Regions from separate parts of the Oryza sativa genome. Here region 1 is linked to region 2. Evidence: chromatin contacts called from public HiCAR-type data. All regions are on one chromosome and are shown on one strand. The core of a region is the stretch at or near the end of the contact, and the rest is flanking DNA. Distances in the headings are between cores, read along the strand shown.

Region 1 (2,700 bases), core at 96-2,595, 40 kb after region 2:
TTCTCCTTGTATTTCTTGTTAACTCCTCCCAATAAAGTGAACAGCTCACCTTCAATTTCAAATGCTAAAATTTGGGCCTTTTGGGTTACACTCTTCTTTTCTTCTGCTGCCCCATCATCAGTCTTTATTCTTTTAGACTCATGCTCAATCAGAGATACATCAACACCTTCATCAATATCAGATTTTCTGACTCTGTCTGGATCGGATTGAGAAATAGTTTCAGAAGCTCCAACAACGTCAGAAGACCAGCAAAGTCCATGGCCTTGCAGAAGCTCATCTAAAGTGCAAGAATTGTTATCCAGTACTTTATTTTCCAAAGGAACATGTATTGATTGCTGCTGCATATCATCACTCACCTTGATCGACATGTTTGATGCCGAATTGCTACTTAACATGTTATGTTGCCCGCTTTTCAAAGCACTAGTCTCTGTGACAGAATCAATACCAGCACCATCGGCTTGCTTGTTCTCGCTAGCAGATCCAACATGTGACACGGTTTCAACGGATTGCGGGGCACACTGTTGGTCAGAATCCATATTCAGGGCAGCAGCCAGAGTCTCTCTGAACTTTGATCTCACGGACTCAAATAATTGCGGCTGTGCCTTGGGCAGCAGTTCCTGCGCAGGACGCTTGCTACCAGCAGACCGAAAGGGCACAGACTTCAGCATCTGAACCTTCGGCGACGCTGCCATCTTCTTACCTGCTATCATAGACGGCGATGGCATCATCGCGGCCATACCAGGCAAAGCTGTCTGGACACTCAGCACCTGTTGCGGCGGCCTAAGCGACACCCTACTCAACGGCCTGGCCCCGGACCCGGAGAGGCCCAGCGCGTTGGGCCTGGGCACACCAACCTGCGCCGGCGGCTCGCTCATGGGCACGATCAGGTAGCTGCTGGCCGGCACCTGCGCGCCCCAGTTGCCATTGTAGAACACGGCCGGGTACCCAACCTGCGTAGTGTGGGTAATCGCCCCAGGCAATGTCGGCGGCGTCCCCGCCACCCGCGGCGGCTGCCCCTGCTTGGGGATCTCCATCACGGCGCCCTGCCCGTTCCCGCACCACGCCACCTAGGGGGATCCAAAACTAGGGTTACATCAGCACACGTTCGCACGCAGATAAAACCCTACCTACTCGACGTCAAACCGCAATGCGGGTTCCCGGGGGGGAGGGGGGCTCACCTCCGGTGAGGTCGAGGACGGCGGGGGAGGAGCTAGGTCCGGCGGGAAGGCGGCGGCGGGCGGGAGGAACACGGCGGAGAGAGGCGCGGAGGTGGGGGAGTGGAGGGGAGAGAAGGGTAGGGTTTGTGGGGGATTTATTTCCGCTTTTGTTGCGGCTCGATGGACTGCGCGAGCGAGCGGCGCCGCGCGGGTTGGGAGGAGGGCGGCGGCGACTGCGAGTTGCGATGCGTCGTACTCGCACGCGTGGCGTGACCTGACCGACCAGGCGGCCAGATTTCAGAATTCAGAGATAAGGAAGAAAAGGAATAAGTTCACTTCAGGTCTCTCTCTAATTTTCATCCATTAATCACAAAATCGGGTACGACGGGTCCCTCAACTTACAAAACCATATAAAAGAGGTCCCTCGGCAGTATTATGCCCAGTTTTAGATCACGTGGCTCCCTTTGACTAGGACCTCATCCCACGTGGTATTGACGTGAAGTTTATGTGGCAATTGGATCTTGGGAAAATAATAAAAAACTATGGGACCCATGTGGTCCCACATGTCAGCCTCCCTCTTCTCTCTATCCCCCCTCTCTCTCCCCTACACGGCAAAGGAGAAGGACGAGCGGCGACGCAAAGGGGGTGACAGGCGGAGCGACGGCAGGCGGCGGGCGGTGGCAGCAGTGGCGCTGCGCGTTCATCATCGCCCGCGCCGGCGGCGAATCCCACGAGCTCCGCGTCAACATTGCTAACGCCTCCTCGGCATCCGTCCTCTCTCACGTCGTCCACCGCAGCGCCGCCCTCCCGACGCTGACACTGGAGGAGCAGTTCGTGACGCTGGCGCTGCCGCCGAAGCACCCGCCGTTCGTGGAGTCGGTGCGCGGTGCGGGGTGGACATGGACGACGTGCTCTGCGCGGTGTTCCCCATCGGGTGGTTCAGCGGCGAGCTTCTACGAGCGACCGCTGCAGGGCGTGACGCTGGTGGTGGACCTCAACAAGGAGGAAAGAAGCGAAGGGTCGGCGGGAGGAAGTGGAGGGCGCGCACTCACCGGCTGGCGAGGAAGGATGGTGGACGGGGAGGAGTCAGCGTTTAGGGAGGAGCGGCTGCCCAAGGTCAGGACGGGACCGAGAGCACGAAAGGAGGGGCGGCGGCGACGTGGTCCGAGATCTGCACCGAATCAGGAAGCTGCGGCGTTGTCATCGTCCTCACCTCCAAGATGTACGCACAGATCGAGACGACCCGACGGCAGCGCACGGTTGCAGCGGCGAGGGGAAGAGGAAGGGGCCGCTGCGGGCCTCTACCCGCCAACCTCCAAGAGCCCATCACCCGTCGCCATCGAGCCCCCACTCGCCGCGTGCCTCTCCTGCCGCCCGCCACCGTCGAGCCTCCACCCATCGCGCGCCTCTCCCACCGACCGCCACTAGCCTGTCCCGCTCGAACGGCCGCTCGTAGCCGGCCGCCTCTCCCGCTGGAACGGGTGCTCATCGTCGACGGGGAGAGGTGTGTTGCTGTTGGTGGTGTGTGCGGCGGTGGAGGCGG
Region 2 (2,700 bases), core at 190-2,689:
AGCATGCCTCAACCAAAGTCAATTTACTCGGGAAAATACTGTTCTAGCCTCGTTTAGAAAGGAATAAGTCCACTTTAACTCCCTCAATTATAGCTCCAGTCTAATTCGTATCACCCAACCGCAAAACCAGATATCCTAACCCTCCAACTATTGAAACTAGTGTAATTCGACTCCCTCGGCTGTTTTGAGATCGGTTTTTGCCGTCGTGGCATGTTGACCTAAAGTCAAAATGGCTGAGTCAGCATGCGGATCCCACGTGTCAGTGTCATGTCCTCTTTATTCTCTCCTTTTTCTCCTTTCCCCACACGACGCCCCTGGGGCAGCAGCACCATCGACACCCTCTACTGTTTGCTCGCCTCCACAAGTTCTCCATCGACTCCATGGACACGCTCCGGTGCCGGACCGCTAGCAAACACGCGACACAACAGCCAGTCAGGCAGCGAGCGGCGATGGCCGATGGGCGGACTGAGGGAATCGAGGCGATATGGAGGCGGAGTGGATTGCGGCAATGACTAGCGATGGGCGGACTTAGGGGATTGTAGCGACGAACGGAGATGGTCGAGGGAGAGAAGGGGGTCGGTGGTGGTGTGCTTTGCAGCGGCATCGGTGGCGCTGGACTTCGTGGAGGGGAATGCTATGATCCAGTGGGTGATGGGGTCCTTCTTCATCTTCTCCAGCTACTTCATTGCGCTGTCAGTGATGCCGGCACGCCATCTCCTCAACCTCTCACCACCCTGCAGGTCATGCCATTGACGAGCTCCCTTCCCTCGAGGTCGTGCCGCCACCGCTCCATCTCAAGTCGTGCTGCCATTGCGCCTCAAGGGCAATGAGCTGTAGATCAGTGTAAGCCGCCGCTCCGTCTTGAGGGCGCACCATCGTTGTGCCTCGAGGCCGTCGCTCTGTCTTGGGTGAAGCCCCGTCGCGGATCCCTCTCATCAGCCATCACAGCTGCTCGGACTCCGCCTCGGGCCACGCTGGCACCTAGCTCTGTGCTCGTCGAAACTGCCGACCGTCCTTGCCCACTCTAGCTTGTTGGCATCGTCGTCGTCCCGACCATAGAGAAAGAGGAGAAACAAGGAGTATATAGAGAGGAAACAGTCCTGACCCATGGGTCCACATGCTATTTTTATTATTTTTGTTATTGTAATGACAAGTCAGACTCAGAGACTAAGTCAATTCGACACGTCAATGAAAACCGCCTTTAAAACCACCAAAGGAGTTATGTTGCACTGGTTTTAATAGATGATGGGTCAAAATATCTGGTTTAATAGTTGATGGGTCAAAATATTTGGTAATTTGGTTAGGGGGTATGAATCAGATTGCACCTGAAACTGAAGAAGTCAAAGTGGACTTACTTTCCAAAGGAGTCAAACATGGGGTATGAATCAGCTTTGGTGCAGGAAATATGGCCCATCTGAGCCCATAGGGAGTTCACATTTTCTTACATAATTAACTGGGTTTGGCCCAAGTAGTTATATTGATGGCTGGCTTTGTATTCCAGCAGTAGTGGGCTTCTTTAATGGCCCAAACTGTGATATTCTCGTTCGGCCAAGGGCTTCTACTAGTTTACGGAATAAGTCCACTTGCTGTCCCTCAATTTTACGTCGAATCTGTATGACATCCCTAATCCCCGATATCAGAAATTTCTACCCTTTATGTGTTCAAAACCGTGCAAAGAAGGTCCCATGGCAGTATGCATGAGTGGTTTCACTGACGTGTCATCCTAGTCAGTAACGAGAGAATAAAAAAAATATGTGAGGCCCACATGTAAGTCACACAAAAAAATATAAAAGCAAAACTTCTCTTGCACCTCTCCCCCAAGCGCATGGCGGCGACGCACACCTTTCTATCCGTCCAAGCTTTGGCAATAGGCTGAGGCTGAGGACGATGTGGCCAGCGAGGTCGAGGTTCGGCATGGGGAGGCCGAGGCCGAGGACAGTGTGGCCCATGACATCAAAGACAAGGGCAAGGAGAAGAGGGGGCATGGGAGCGGGTGGGCACGGGGAAGCTAAGGACGAGGGTGGCACGATTAGCGAGGTTGAGGCAGACGACGACTGGTTCGCACCACTGGTCACCGCCTTCGCCTCGTGTCCTCTCTCCCACCTCCCGCGCGTCGCTTGGGAGGGAAGAGTTGAGGCGGCCAACCGCCGCTAATCCCCTCTATAGTCTATGTCGCGCCCGGGAGATGGGAGCTATCGCGCCTCGTCGATGCCGCACTATGGCAGCCATTCCTCCATCGACCTCTGTTGGCTGCACTCCGGCAGCAACAAATTCGATTGACGATGACGAAGCAGCAAGAGGCATCTACCAACGGCTGCGGAGGCGAGGAATTCGGGGACTTGATGCCGGTGATCCTCTTGCTCGCGTTGAGCGCCACCGACGGCCATCACATAGCGGACAAGCTGCATGATGTAACCGGCGAAGCGGCCGGTATGGATGGTGAGCACCGTCGTCATGTTGCCATCTCCTCTAGCTCGAGCTTTTCCCCTGGTCGATCTTTATGCCGCTGATGTGGGTGCCCATGTAGGTGAGATCGGTGTGTCCCCTATGGCTTAGGTGAAGAAGGTCGGGTTGGGGTTGTAGATTGCCATGGTGATGAGTAGTGTGATGTTGGGTTCGAGCAACATGGCTAGGAAGGAGAGTGTGCGGGGACAGTCCGACGAGGCGGGTGGAGACGAGGTGGGTGGTGGGGTCGTAGAT

The links. HiCAR-type assays count read pairs that join an accessible place to other places.
Region 1: a HiCAR-type map of leaf shows a contact between it and region 2, with 4 times the contacts expected there. The contact joins the promoter of LOC4341430 here to the enhancer-like site in region 2. A contact is called at or near these places in 8 of 15 Hi-C or Micro-C datasets (leaf, leaf mesophyll, panicle and 2 more) and 1 of 4 datasets of contacts at active chromatin or transcription factors (leaf).

The regions. Positions count from the first base shown.
Region 1 is chr6:24,299,691-24,302,390 of ASM3414082v1, forward strand. It overlaps LOC4341430, which reads right to left and starts at 1,346. Exons shown (of 5, transcript XM_015785624.3): 1 at 1,179-1,346; 2 at 1-1,067. The coding sequence starts at 1,034.
Region 2 is chr6:24,259,617-24,262,316 of ASM3414082v1, forward strand. It overlaps the pseudogene LOC107281301. Among protein-coding and RNA genes, the nearest start is that of LOC107281218, 8.5 kb to the left of the region's middle. Within about 2 kb of position 1,440, at least 14 of the 15 cell types and tissues checked have open chromatin away from gene starts, as enhancers often do. A contact at or near this core is called in leaf, panicle and seedling, where this site is marked.